Linked DNA regions of Mus musculus: regions 1 and 3 are each linked to region 2. The links are chromatin contacts, called in public Hi-C and HiChIP or PLAC-seq maps. All regions are on one chromosome and are shown on one strand. Each heading gives the region's core, a stretch centred on a gene start, on an enhancer-like site or on the middle of the called end of the contact. The rest is flanking DNA. Distances are from core to core; before and after follow the strand shown.

Region 1 (4,518 bases), core at 723-3,222, 180 kb after region 2:
CTCCTCCAGTGTCCCCAGGATTAGGTGCTTCTGTTTGTCTTGAGTGGCCTAAGAGAGAGTCCAGCAGGCTGAGAGACTGGGCTAGGCAGCTCAGAGTCCTTATACATGACAGGCTTCCGGCACGTGCCAACAGACGATGCTCTCCGTGTTCTCAAGCCTCTTAAAGGCGGACACTGTAACCCATACTGAGGAGGAGGACCACGATTCACGCTCAGCACCTGCTGTGGATCACACATGGAATGCTCTCCACAAGCTCACGTGGTGGCCACTTGGTCTCCAATCAGTGCTGTTCTTTTGGGAGGCTCTGGAAACTTTAGAATATGGAACCTAGCTGGAGGAAATGGGTCACCAGGGGTGGGCCATTAGGCATATATTATCTCTGGCTACTTCCTTTCTTATTCTCTACTTCCTGTCAACCATGTTGGAGAACTAACTGCACTCTCCGGAGCCTGCCATAGCTACTACCTCTTGGGAAACCGGGAGGGGCGGAGAGAAAAGGGAGGGAGAAGAACAAAGAAGATGGCAGGGGATGATGGGAGCCCTGCCAGTGAGCCGAGCGCCCCCACCGTACCTTCTCTGCTATGATGGTCCAAACCCTCCGAAACTATGAGCCAAAAAAAAAAAAATCCTTTTTCCTTCAATAACCAGCTTCTGTTGGGTATTTGGTCATAGCAATGAGAAAGATGAACAATAGTCCCTCTTACCTACTGTACACTGCAGGGAACTCCAGGTATCATTGCTTCACTCTTGCAAATATATGAGCCCGTCCATGCCCCACCCCGCCCCTGCTGCAGGACCCAGCTCCTACCCATTGCTCTTGTCCTCAGTCAGCCTCAGGGACACTGAGAGACTATCCCCTTCCCTCCCTCCTTTCCACATCTTGTGTCTGTCTTTGGTTACCTTGGTCCTGGAGAAGAGCAGAGAGGATGGCAGGGGATGGTGGGAGCCCTGCCAGTTAAAGGGGTTATGCTGCAGCGGTGAGGGGGGGGGAGGCTTTGGTCTTTGGAGGTTTGTTGGGGTGACTAGAGAACTAGCTGCACCCTAAGGAGGTTGGCAAAGAGGTAAGAGAGAGAAAGCAATGGCTCTCCCTGGCAAACAGAAACCCACTTTGCTCGGTTTCAGAGGAGTGCTGGTGCAGCCGGAACTGAGCCCGGACTGCCATCCTGGGGGTCGGGACCTGACAGTTATTATGTGTGAGTGATGTCATGGGATTATTATGGTATGTTACGTGATTTTTGGAACTTCATGAATTGTCTCTTGGCTTAAAGCTAAAGAGGAGAACATCTGCTTCTTATTGTTGGAAGACTGCTGTCTCTGGGGGAGTGGGTAGGGATTCTGAGGAAAACAGCTATTCTCATGGAATTCAGAGAGGAAAGAGGAGCCAGGGTCAGCGCCTGACCACAAATGGTAGTGGGTCTCATCCATTTCCAGAGCCTGGTAGGTGGGTTGGGCGTGTGTAGTCAGCTCTGTTCTGTCCTCTCCTCCCAACCTCCTACATCTCTACCCCTTACTGAGTTCTCATTTACTCTCTGCTTCTCTGTGTGACGTGAGCAACTTATTTCACTTTCTGTGTCTTGGTTTCCCCACCTGTAAAATAGAAAACAATAATGCCATCTAATTCTGTTGTACAGAGGGTCACATGAGCTCTGCCATGTCACCTGACCTGGAGCGACAGCTTGATGGCCAGGTCTTTCTTAGCAATCATGAAATTATTAAAACAGACACAGATGCTACTAATGATAACTAGGTTCTAAGATGATTCAGTGGTCGTGAGGTCTACTAGTGAGTTATTAATCTAGTGACTGCAGTTCCCATTTCCTGTGACTCTTACAGCCAGGCAGCACTTTTCCTGGAAGGGCTTGACAGAGGGAGTGGGATGACAGGTTCAAATCTGTTACTTTCTTGCTGTGTGACTTTGGGCCAGCCCCTTAACCTCTCTATACCTCAGAAGTTGTAAAATGGGAAGTCACATGACCATGTGCTTAGCAGGAGGTTAGGTTGAAGGAAATGTTTCCTGTTACACTATTATTCTATTAGGCAGTCAGGCAAACGTCGGCCCAGCAAATTCTAAGAGGATTCAGATATGTTGGGATCTGACAGAAAGTCTGGTGAGAAAGCAGGACCAGGAATAGGAAGAGAAGAGGGAAGATATTCAGGATACGGCCCTTTAAGAGGTCCTTCTGCTCAGTAGTGACCCTATGCACCTACAGAACTGAGAGCAAGGGCCTCCTTAAACCCACAGGCTGGGCAGTGCCTTCCTTGCTTCCCAGTTCTCTCCTTGGAAAGAAGCCACACCTATCCACTCCACAGTAGTGAGATGCTGAGTGCAGACTCCATGGCAGCCACCAGCAGCATAGAGATGGACAGTACAGCAGCATAGTGTGGGAGTCTGCAAAGAGAACGAAACACTGCCAGGCTCTGGACGTTTCTCTTTAAATTAAATTTTGTATAGTAATACTAGTAAGGCCGCTGGATGTGTGAGCTTTGGGGAGGGTCTAGTTACTTGTTGCTGGAACAATATATGTTATAGATTCGACATCCAAGAGGGAGGGTCAGCTTTGAATCATGGTTTCACGGTGTTTGGTCGTTGGGCATTTTGTGCTCAGCCAGAACATCACAGTGGTGGAATGTGTGGTGGTGGCCATTCTTCATGGCACTACAGGCAGGAAGTATAGGGCAGAAGGGCCTGTGCTCACCGAGGGTCCCCACCCTACCCTGCCCCGCATTTCACCTCCTAAAATACCCAGCATTTCACCTCCTAAAATACTCAGCCTCTCCCAAGACAGCGTTACCAGGGACCAAACAAAAGCCTAGGGATCAAGGACACTCACATCAGAGCACCACAGAGGGGGGATATAGCTGGACAAGACAAAGACACAGCTATGGTTTTTTTTGCAAAAGGGCCTTCTTAGATGTCAGCAGGAATAGACTCATTGTCCTTGAAGCTTGGGTTGTAGTCCATTGAACCTGAAACAGGCCTGCAACCATGCAGAGGAACCTTGGGACTGCCTGTCATCTTCCCAAGGGCAGGTGCTGATGGACATTATAGACCGTGGTGACCTTGTTGGCAAGCACTGACCAGCAACTTGCTGAGTGCCAGGCACAGCTCTCCCTAGTTTAACACACCCACCCATAGGTCTCATCCCCCCCCCCCCCCCCCCCCCCCGTTTAACAGATAAAGACATTGAAGCACAGAGAAACTTAGCAACTTCCTCCAGGCCTCACAGCCAGTAGTGACAGAAAGAGCCTTGGATTGTAGGCAAGAAGGACAAAAGTCTCTTTTAGGTTCTACCTTATAGCTTCAAATAAGGAATGGGAGAATGGTAGCCCCATGGACTGAAACCAAATCCTGGAGTGTCCATAAGATCACAGAGAGGAGAGGAGGGACTCTGGGAGCCACGGTGGCTACACTGATGGCTACACTGATGCGGGGAGCCATGGTGGCTGCACTGATAAGGGTGTTATTTGATTTAGAAATGTGAAGAGATTGGCAGGAGGAGCTACATTTTGAAGAGATTCTCGTGGCCTTCCTGTTGTCTTTTGAGACAATGTATCCAAGAAACTGGCATTTCCTCAGGAATCTCACCACCTGGAAAGGAAAAGGCTGAAGTTGATAGAGGCCTCAGTCTCTATCCGGAAGAGAGTCCACACAGTTCTGACAAACTTGTTAGGCCACCTAACTCTCACTTGCAGGAGAGCCTGGAGCCTGGACACTGATGGTCTGTGATGGGTGACCCCACCCTGGCGAGGACTGTTAGCCATGTATACCTCCTGCCTTCCCTTTGAACCTGGAAGATGAACTTAGGAGGTGACCTGATCTTGTTATTGTTTTAGTCCCTCTCCCCAGTGTGGCCATTTTCTTTCCTATTTACTGTCACCTGCTGTTGGTCTGCTGAGGTTGGGTGGTTGGGGCTAGCTTCAGCACTGCCATAGGCCCATGGCTTCAGCACTGCCATAGGCCCATGGCATCAGAAGCAGCATCGAATCTGCCCATTTCAGGTGTTGGTCAGTTCATGGTTAAGGCACCTTCAGGTCCAGGCCTAGTGAATCAGACCTCGTTTTTCAGCCTCAGTCTCTCTGTGCTCACTACTTTGAGTGACATCTCCCTCCAATCTGTCCTGTGCTTCAGCCAGAGGTGGAACCCATTCAACATGGAGTTTCCGCCAGCCAGGATTGAGGAGGAAGAGGAAGACGAGGGAGAGGTAAAGGAAGAGGGAGAGTAGGAGGAGGAGGGAGAGTAGTAGGAGGAAGAAGATGAGGAGGAGGAAGAAGAGAAGGAAGAAGAGGATGAGGAAGAGGAAGAGGAGGAGGAGGAGAAGGAGGAGGGGGGGAGGAGGAGAGGGGGGAGGAGGAAGTGGGGGGAGGAGGAGAAGGAGGAGTGGTAACACACTGCTCACACTTTGTTTTAGTTCCTATGCTCAGATGCAGAAAAATAGTTTCCAGGGACACCAGAGTTAAAAAGAACACATACACAGAAATGAACCTAGTAGGTGCCAGTGTGGAAACGACTAAAATCCA
Region 2 (4,360 bases), core at 1,296-3,795:
CTCATGTTTGAGTTGTCAAGAAAAGTCCCTTGGTCCCGCGGGCTAGGCTGGTGGGGGAGGGGAGGTGACACCTGCAAACTGCAGGCTGTGGGTGGGGCCTCTCCCAGCTCCTCCCTCCCCCCTTCATGTTTCTGGGGCTGTAGACCAGTTTTTGAAGCAAAGACTGCCAAGGTGAGACCACCTCTCTCAGGGCCTCCTTCTCTTCCCCTTCTAAGTGGCTCTCTGGGTGGCCCCTGAAAACCACTTTTTCTCTCTGAATCTCTGCATCCTCATCTGCAAGGGATGCAGCGCTGCCATCAGAGCCATTGCGGGACAGTGGCACACGCCTGTAATCCCAGTCCTCAAGAGGCTGAGGCAGGAGAATCACAGATTTGAGGCAGATTGGGTTGCATGGAGAGAGCTCCCTCTCAAACTGTCAGCAGCAGCAAACCCAACACCCAGAATTAAAAAAAAACAACAACAACAACAAAAAGACAGCTGCTACCCCTGCCTAGCCATGTGTGTGTCCCTGCAACCCTCCCCCAGTTGAAGACACTGACTGGCTATGGCTGCTCCTCGCCCCCATGCACAAAAGCCCACTCCTGGCTTTGGGAGAAAGCACACCCCATCTTCTTATGCCTATCTGATGCTGCTTGGCCCTAGAAGTGAGGAAATCACTTCCCCAGCAGGTAGCCTGCCTGTCTCTCTTCCATCTTCCACATGCTCTCCTTTCTGTCTCCCCTGCCAGTCAGGGATTCTATCGTTCTCTCTCTGAGGTCCACTGAAGAGTGGACACCGGGCCCTAGGGCAGGGCTACTGCAGAAAACACCCCACTGTGGGGATCACGTGGCTAAGTGCTGTCTGAGAAATGTCCTTAGACAATGTTCCAAGGCTGTGAGTTTTCCTATGGGACGGCATCCTGCCATATAGACTGGGTTCCAATTTCTGTTCTGACTCTCTTCATCACTCTTAACCAAAAGGCAGGTTTGTCCCCCACAGGGTCCACCCAGTATTGACATCTATGCACCGAGCTGCATGGGGCCATTGGCCTCACCTGGACTCTGAGGGTTCTGGGAGGTCCCCAAGTTCTCACAATTCACGACAGATAGGGCTGTTCTAGCCTTCCCTGTATTCTTGGTGGCTCTCAGTGGTTAGCCCTTCTCCTCCATGGGGCAGGGTACCTGGGTGTAGGAGCCCCTGAAGTCAATCTTGACATTCTGATGTCCTGGAGTTCTCATAAACAGCCTCACAAAGATAGAGCCACCTTGATCCCCATTTTACAGATGGAGAAAGTGAGGACCCAGGAGGCTCAAAGAAGCAGAGAGGCTTGCCCTGGTTCGCTGCTAGACTCGGAAATGCTACCATGTGCTCTAACTGCCTCAGAGAGCACAGACATTCTCTTAGGAACTACTCGTGACCCTCTAATGCATCTATGACCTGCTCTGGTCCTCTTGACACGTCCTAAGCACAGACATTATTTCCTATGCTATTAACCCATGTGCCGCCTTCTCCTATTCTGTTCTCTAGACTAGACTTCCAACAACCTCCGGGCTCCCCTCTCTTCTCATGGAAGAGGTGTTACCTCTTATCATCTGACCCAGGCCCTGGATTTGGGTGGTGACACCTGGTTGGACTGCCCACCTTGCCATATCATGACAAGACCCATAAGGAATGTCACTCTTCCCCTGTGGAGTCAGATTTCCTTCTCTGTGAAGTAGGCACCCCACCTGCCTGGAAGGATAGATGGAGTTAAAGTAATAAACTATACTGGCCGGTAGTACCTGATTTCCTCCCTACAAAACGGCCCCCTGGAAGCTTCCCAATGCCCCTGGCTACTGCCTATCACTGCCTGGCAGACTGTCTACCATCCAGAGTCTCTCTTTTTTTTTCTCCTCACCACTTCTTGCAGGCAGTTTTGCATAGGCAAGGGATTATGCTAGCCATGCTCCTGCCTCCATAACCCTCCAACATTCAGCAAGGGCATTCCTAGTCATTTTTAGTCAGTTGAACAAGGAACTCCAGCCCTGACTCTGCCCACACTAACTGCGTAGTGTTCTTTGCCTGTGTCCCACCACAGTGTTATGCAAAAGACAGAAAAAAGGCCCCCAGACTCAGGGAGAACAAGAACTAGAGTCTACTTACCTACTCCTTCAGGGTCTTTCTCAGAAAGCCATTCTTTAGGCTGGGGCACTTGGGTGGTCTCCTGGGCGTGGGAGTCACAGCGGGACTCGGAGTGGTGGTGGTGGGAGGTGAAGGTTTGAGGTGGGCAGGAGTTCAGTCAGGTGCAAGTCCAGAATCAGGGGAGTCACTGCTGAGATAGTCCTGAGGCTGAGGACCAGCCGGGCATCTGGGCAGAGCCTACACAGAGGAAGACAGTAGGGCTGGGGCAGCCAGACAGAGACAGGGCACGCCTGGGGCACGGGCTGAGGCCAGTTGGCTGCCCCAGGGATGGGCAGACTTGCGGTCAGACAAGCAAGTGACCGTGAGGCACACCACAGGAGAAGTGGGCAGACAGCTGTGTGCGACTGAAACACAGGGCCACCAGCGGAGGCTTCGGTGTCTATCTGAGGCCAGGCAAGGGGTGGGGAGGGGATGTGGTAAACAGTGCCCCGCCCAACCCAGCCAGATCCTCCAGAAGGGGCAAGAAAAACTAAGATGCCTGCAAGCAGGCACCCACGGCTCCCCAAAGGTCACCCTTAACACGATATTTGGGGTCTGACATCTTGCAGACAGATGACATCATCCCAAAGGCCTCACAGTCGTGTCCCAAGAGGCAGGCAGTGAAGTGGGACTTGCCACTTCTTGAAGATGTAGAAACCGAGACAGAGATGTGACAGTAGCACATCCCACCTGAAGCCCTTGGTATTTACCCTGAGCCCCTCAGCACAGATGGGACAGACTGAAGGTGGACGCCTACCTCATGACTGCTCTTTTACAGGTGTCTAACTGGTCCATTTTGTCTGTCCCTTGCCTGCCCCAGGGTCCTGATTCAGAATGACCCAGACACTCAGACTTTCTGCCTTAAGCACTGCTCATGACCATCCATTCCCCAGTCCCCAGCCTCAGCATTGTGGGAAGGAGGACATGCGCTGCTACCCTGGAGGAGAGAACCCTGCTGCTCCTGAGAGCCTTGCTGTGCCCCTTGTCCAGCCAGGAGGGCAAGGCAGCCACACACAGATAGAAATCCAAACAAATAGAGAAAATAAACTCTTTCTTTCTTTCTTTCTTTCTTTCTTTCTTTCTTTCTTTCTTTCTTTCTTTCTGTCTGTCTGTCTGTCTGTCTGTCTTTCTTTCTTTCTTTCTTTTTTTCTTTCTCTCTCTCTCTTTCTTTCTTTCTTTCCTCCCTTCTTTCTCTCTCTTCCTTCCTTTCTCCTCCCTCCCTCCCTTCCTTCCTTCCTTCCTTCCTTCCTTCCTTCCTTCCTTCCTTCCTTCCTTCCTCATAAAAAGGGCTTTATTATTGAAAGTTCAAATTAATTCTAAACAGTGAGGTTTCCATTCATTTTCTGACCATGCTGAGGCTATCACCATTCCTGTCAAACCATGGGTGACCTCCTGCCTCTGCCTCTTCCCTCGACAGTCCAAGGGTGGTCCCCATAGTTTAGGGCAGCTTTTAGAATCCCTTAAAATCTGCCTCCGAGACTCATCTCTTCAGAACTCACAAGCAGGTTCATAAGATCATGTCTATCCTGTGCAAACCGACACTCTAGCCGTCACTCAGACCTCATGCCTGCACCCGTGAGGCCAATGTTTAGTCAACCTTTGAGGCGAAACAACTTGTTGAAGACTCCATTGATGAGCAGTGAACTAGTCCAATCCCGTGCTCTGCCCAGGACCACTCTTGAGACAGTGCGTAGGTTCTCCTGCAGCTGTAGCATTTACCTTCTCAAGGTACTCCCACAGACCTAAAAGCAAGCTTTGTCTATGTTTCAACAATTTAAGCATAACATGAGCAGCAAGCCCTCATCCATGGTCAGCACAGGAGACGGCCAGTCCCATGAGTTCCTCCGATCATCAAATTGCTCACTTCCCACTTCTGGAGAGGGCATGACTTCAGTGCCCTTCCTGTCACGAACCTTCTAAGACTTCTACAGGGCTTACACATCTCCCAGCTGGGGACCCAGGGGAGAGACTTTCCCTTTGCCAGCCTCAGAGTCCTCTGCCCTGGGAGAAAAGGTAGGGGCTAAGAGGGATCCACAGCTGCTCTTGGGAACCAGGAAAGCATGGAGTCAGTGAGTGCTCCCATTCCTGAAACACAGCGCAGCTGGTGTGTGCACAGCAGTCCTCTCTGACCCGTGCAGTAGAAAAGAAACTCTTAAGACTGTTTTTTTGTTTTGTTTTTGTTTTTGTTTTTGTCTTGAAGCAAGTGAGAGGTACAGAAAAG
Region 3 (4,325 bases), core at 219-2,718, 130 kb after region 2:
GCCCTTACGGGTCTTTCCCTTTCTGCAGCCCATCTTGGGGTAGGACCAGGCGATGACTGAACTGATGTCGTGCATGCCAATGTCAGCCACTTGGCTTCCAGCAAACCATCTCCAATTTCAGCAGCCCCTCTGGTGACCTCATCCAGGGTGCTACAGTTCCTGTGCTCCCCTCCCGTCCCCTGGCAGAGCCCCTTTTTTGTGACTGAAGTACTGTGACAGCTCTGGGTTGTGCTGGGGGAAGGCTGTCAGCTTTTCTCTGCTGAGGGTGGATGGCTTCTTGCCTGCGCTGAGGATCTGGAGTTTGGCAGCCCAGCTCCATGTCCAAGTTAGGGAAACTCTGAGACTTGTTTACTCTCTTTAGGCAGCCAGTGTAGGAGGGGGACATTAGGAATGCACCTGGCAGGGTGGTTGCAATGACAAATGCATCACACCAGTACCCAGTGTGTCCAGCAGGCTGCACGATGCATTAATTACAGTCTCATGATCACAGCCTGGAAGAAAAGCAGGTGCCTGCATGACAAGGAGACAGCCCCGGGGTCAGCCCAGAGCCTGCTCACCTTGTGGCTGAGCAGACCACACTTCATACTGCCAGCTGCAGGCTGCTGCTGTTGGGGAAAGCAGTCTCTGATGGGCTTGCATGACCCTCGATGTTGGAAGTGTGTGCCATTTTCTCAGTAGGTTCAGGATTCTGAAGAGAGGTTGGCGTGAGTAATGGTAATTAACTCTTAAATCTTTCACAGTAGGATTTCATGCCTGGAAATACTTGCCTTTGAGTCACATGGCACAGTTCGGGGCATGTGTAGCTCTGCAGGTTTGCAAACTGTCGCTTTTTGGCCAAGACCTCCTGGAGCAATAAAGGCAGAACAATGACCTTGATGCTGAGTGGTAGCACAAGAGAGACCCCAGAGCTGGCCAGCTTAGCATGGAGTGGGCTGGGAAGCTTCTGGAAGGACATGGGGCTGCTTGGCACCTGGAGCCAGGCTTGGGATTCCTGGGTGGGTGTCCAGACATGGCAATTGGTGACCACCATGAGGTTACTGCTTGAGAACTCTGGAGGGCAGTACTGGAAACTCTGGCTGGCTTGTCAGGGCCAAGCCTGGCCAGGAGGCTGTGAAGATTAGAGGGCACCACGGAGAGCTGTGCAGGCCATCTGGAGTGACTAAGAGAGGCTTTGAGGTCAAAAGTTACGTTGGCTCTCAGGGATGAAAGGGAAGACGAGCTCACAGAGAAGCGGGTCTTTGCTGCTGGCCCTGTTGCTACCAAATAGCAAAGCAAATCGGAGATAGTGAAGGTGTGGGGACCTGTTGAGCACGAGGTCATTGGTGGAGGCAGCCACATGAATGTGGCCTTCCTGGGGGATTGTGTGAAAAGAGGGTTGCTCGCATCCCACCCCCAGAGGACTCGGAAAGTACAGTATAAAAGAGAGTGCCTTTGATCTGCCCACAGAGAGCAGTTTTCTGAATGATACTTTGAGGTACCTCTTTGGTGGAAAATATGAATTGTCCCTTTCAGAGGGAGGTGAGACTGGTTTGAACCTGTTCACAAAGGATCTTGTCATTTACCCAGTGAGAGGTAGTGATACTGAAGAAATTCAAAGTATTAAAACTAGTGTTATAAATGACTCAATAATAGATTTGCTTTGGAGAACTCAAGTCACACAAGTGGAATTTAGCTAAAGGAACACTGCCTCCAAAATATTCCAGAGATAAGTGGTCTGCTAAACAGGCCCGCTGCAATAGGGGCAGTTGAGAATCCTAGGATGTAAATGTTTGCTTCGCAGGAGTGACCAGCCTTTAGGTTCCAGTCCCATAACAAAGGAGACATTACTGACTTAGAACCAGCCTTTAGGCCCATTCCCAAAGACATACCTCTAACGGCAGCTCAAAGAGGGCAGTGCAGGATCACAACCATCAGTAGTCCTGCCTGCCAGGTGGGCAAGTGGACCTAGGTAACAACTATTCGAAAAGACCAGCACTGATGTACATAAGAGAGAGTTTTGGCAGTGTCTTTGCTGTGTAAGTCTCCCATCTGCCCAAGAGGACAGACTTGTAGTCTCTACCTGTCTCTCTATAAATTGTTCTAAGTATGACTTGGGGCTGGGACCTAAAAGTGATTTTATTAAAGAGGTCAGCTATGTAAAGTGCACAAGCCTGGGGTATAGAAGTTCATCTGTTCAGGGCCAGTTCCTCCTTGGGCATTAGCCAGCGCCGGACACATCCTCCTTCCTTCCTGAGTGTGTAAAGTGATTCCTCCCTGGGAAGCCATGTTGTTTCTATTACAGTGGCTCTTGAGCACCTGAGTCCCTTGTCAGAATTAGTATCAGTCTTTCAAAGTTGGTACCTGGGACGAGAAGGGGTCCTCACCGTGTGTCAGCCATCTTACATGCCCAGCAGAGTGTGTCATGGGAAAGGCCCCTTTGCATCGGCTCTGGTGTCAGGGGGCCGCAGTGGGAGGTGCGAATGTCAGCTCTGAGTCCTGGCTTCCTCCTCCCGCATCATTGTTTTCCACTTAATAGCTGATACTGATTTTTCATTTAACTTGGATTTATTAAACAAAGGGACAAAGAGCCACTGCAGCACATGTATGTTGCTATTACTGTGAACCCATGAGTCTGGGTCTTTGTTTGCCCTTAATGTTGCATGTCTTCCCCTGCTACCAATATTACCTTTTGTCTTTTAAGCTGGCTTTATTTTTGTTACACAGTGTTAGAAATGCCCACTTTCTGTAGGAAGTGAGACTGACCCTTTAGATGAGTCTTCTTTCTAGTGCAAGCCTTAGTAAGCTTAGTAACATAAATGGTGGCATGGTGTCTGTTTCTGTTTTTGTTTTTCCTGCAGTTTTTTTCTCAGTGGTTCTGTTTTTTGTTTTTTTTTCTTTATTTAAAATTTTTTTTTGCTTGTTTTTTTTTTGTTTTGTTTTGTTTTTTTTCATGACAGGGTTTCTCTGTGTCGCCCTGGCTGTCCCTAAACTCAGTCTGCAGACCAGGCTGCCTGTTAAACTCTGAGGCCTACCTGTGCCTCCCGAGTGCTGGCGTTAAAAGGCGTGAGCTACCACTGCTGGGCTTCCCAAAGTAACTCTAAAGTATAAATCCTTTGACATTATTTTAATAAGTGAAAACAGGTATACTCTGGTCTTGAAAGTATCACACTGCAGATCGGTAATTCTAGTGTATGAAGCTGGCCGTATGCCTTCACTGTGTTAGAGCAGGTTCTGTAGCCGACAGAGGGGCTGACTCTCCAAGCTGGGATGTGTAACACATGCCCTCTCCCTTTGCATCCTTTCCTGGTCTTTCTCACCAGCTGTTAGTATCTGTTCACCCAAGCCCCCTGCTTCTGGACCTTTTCCCCTCCTCAGACTCATGGCTCTCAAAAAGGTCCCTGTTGGTGGCCTCCTGATGGCTGGTGGCCTCCTGATGGTGGCATAGCAGGAGCTTCCGCTAGAGCCAGGCTCCCACAGTTCACACCGTCTCTGCCTGTGCTCAGAGCTGCCAGGGCCCGAGAAGGGCCAGTGGGAGGACACTTGGGCAATAGCTGCTTGGATTATGCTTAGAACAGGGCCTCTTCTGCTGTGAGTGCCTCACTTACCCTGTTGTGGCTCAGGCCTGGGCTGGCCCAAGGCCTTCAGATGTGTCCTGGCTAGCTTTCTAGGAGGAGGGAGCTGTGGAGGGCCACTGGTGCAGCATGAAGCCTTGGGGAAGAGGAAGGAAGGCTACTGTCTCAGTGGTCTGAGATAACAATCTTGTCCGCCTTTCTGCCTCACTACACCATCTGTCTCAGCTTATCTTTGAGCACTCCGGGAAGAAAGAAACCACAATATTGGCATTGGCCCAAGAAAGCCAAAACATTTCTGTTGGGGCTGCTAGTGTGGTCAGGGGCCAGAGATTGAAACAGGCTGTGTGTGCTTTTTCGACGAATCCACTCCCATCCCTGCCTGCTTATTTCCAGGAAATGCGACTGTAGATAAGCTGGAGGACTTCATCAACAACATCAACAGTGTCCTGGAGTCTCTGTATATTGAGATAAAGAAAGGAGTCACGGAAGATGATGGGAGACCCATTTATGCACTGGTATGCGAGGCAGCGCCCTCTAGTGGCATTTTGAGAAACTGGCTCAGAGGGCTCTGCAGTGGCTCGTGCGGGACCCATGCTTCTGAGAGAGGGGTGAGAAAGTGATCAGCTTTGTGGTGGACACGTGGCCTGATCCTTATGTGGTTTATTTTTAGGTGAATCTTGCTACAACTTCAGTTTCCAAAATGGCTACGGATTTTGCAGAGAACGAGCTGGATCTGTTTAGAAAGGCTGTGAGTACAGTACTCATTGCTACCAT

The links. HiChIP or PLAC-seq counts read pairs in DNA pulled down with a chosen protein or histone mark. Hi-C and Micro-C count contacts between places; a contact is called where the count stands out from the background.
Region 1: a contact with region 2 is called in a CTCF HiChIP or PLAC-seq map of CD8 T cells, with 9 read pairs. The contact joins the enhancer-like site here to the promoter of Il21r in region 2. A contact is called at or near these places in 19 of 39 promoter capture datasets (the 3T3-L1 cell line, 3T3-L1-derived adipocytes, the C10 cell line and 14 more), 1 of 15 datasets of contacts at CTCF or cohesin (CD8 T cells), 6 of 484 Hi-C or Micro-C datasets (the G1E-ER4 cell line, cerebellar granule neurons, embryonic stem cells and 1 more), 8 of 115 datasets of contacts at active chromatin or transcription factors (the 230-238 cell line, CD8 T cells, T-cell acute lymphoblastic leukemia and 4 more) and 2 of 9 other capture datasets (adipose tissue and liver).
Region 3: a contact with region 2 is called in a Hi-C map of CD8 T cells, with 3 times the contacts expected there. The contact joins the enhancer-like site here to the promoter of Il21r in region 2. A contact is called at or near these places in 25 of 39 promoter capture datasets (the 3T3-L1 cell line, 3T3-L1-derived adipocytes, the C10 cell line and 16 more), 2 of 15 datasets of contacts at CTCF or cohesin (CD8 T cells and large pre-B cells), 21 of 484 Hi-C or Micro-C datasets (B cells, CD4 T cells, CD8 T cells and 8 more), 19 of 115 datasets of contacts at active chromatin or transcription factors (the 230-238 cell line, CD8 T cells, the HPC-7 cell line and 12 more) and 4 of 9 other capture datasets (adipose tissue, liver, macrophages and 1 more).

What each region holds. Positions count from the first base shown.
Region 1 is chr7:125,420,610-125,425,127 of GRCm38.p6, reverse strand. All of the region lies in intron 1 of Gm30717 (a long non-coding RNA gene), which reads left to right. Among named protein-coding and RNA genes, the nearest start is that of Gm30717, 6.0 kb to the left of the region's middle. Within about 2 kb of position 1,972, at least 33 of the 459 cell types and tissues checked have an H3K27ac peak or open chromatin away from gene starts, as enhancers often do. A contact at or near this core is called in CD8 T cells, the G1E-ER4 cell line, the HPC-7 cell line and 1 more, where this site is marked.
Region 2 is chr7:125,601,614-125,605,973 of GRCm38.p6, reverse strand. Il21r (interleukin 21 receptor) reads right to left here and starts at 2,545. Exons shown (of 9, transcript NM_021887.2): 1 at 2,122-2,545.
Region 3 is chr7:125,471,849-125,476,173 of GRCm38.p6, reverse strand. It overlaps Nsmce1 (NSE1 homolog, SMC5-SMC6 complex component), which reads left to right. Exons shown (of 8, transcript NM_026330.4): 3 at 3,945-4,066; 4 at 4,222-4,299. Among named protein-coding and RNA genes, the nearest start is that of Nsmce1, 17 kb to the left of the region's middle. Within about 2 kb of position 1,468, at least 55 of the 459 cell types and tissues checked have an H3K27ac peak or open chromatin away from gene starts, as enhancers often do. A contact at or near this core is called in B cells, CD8 T cells, Th1 cells and 3 more, where this site is marked.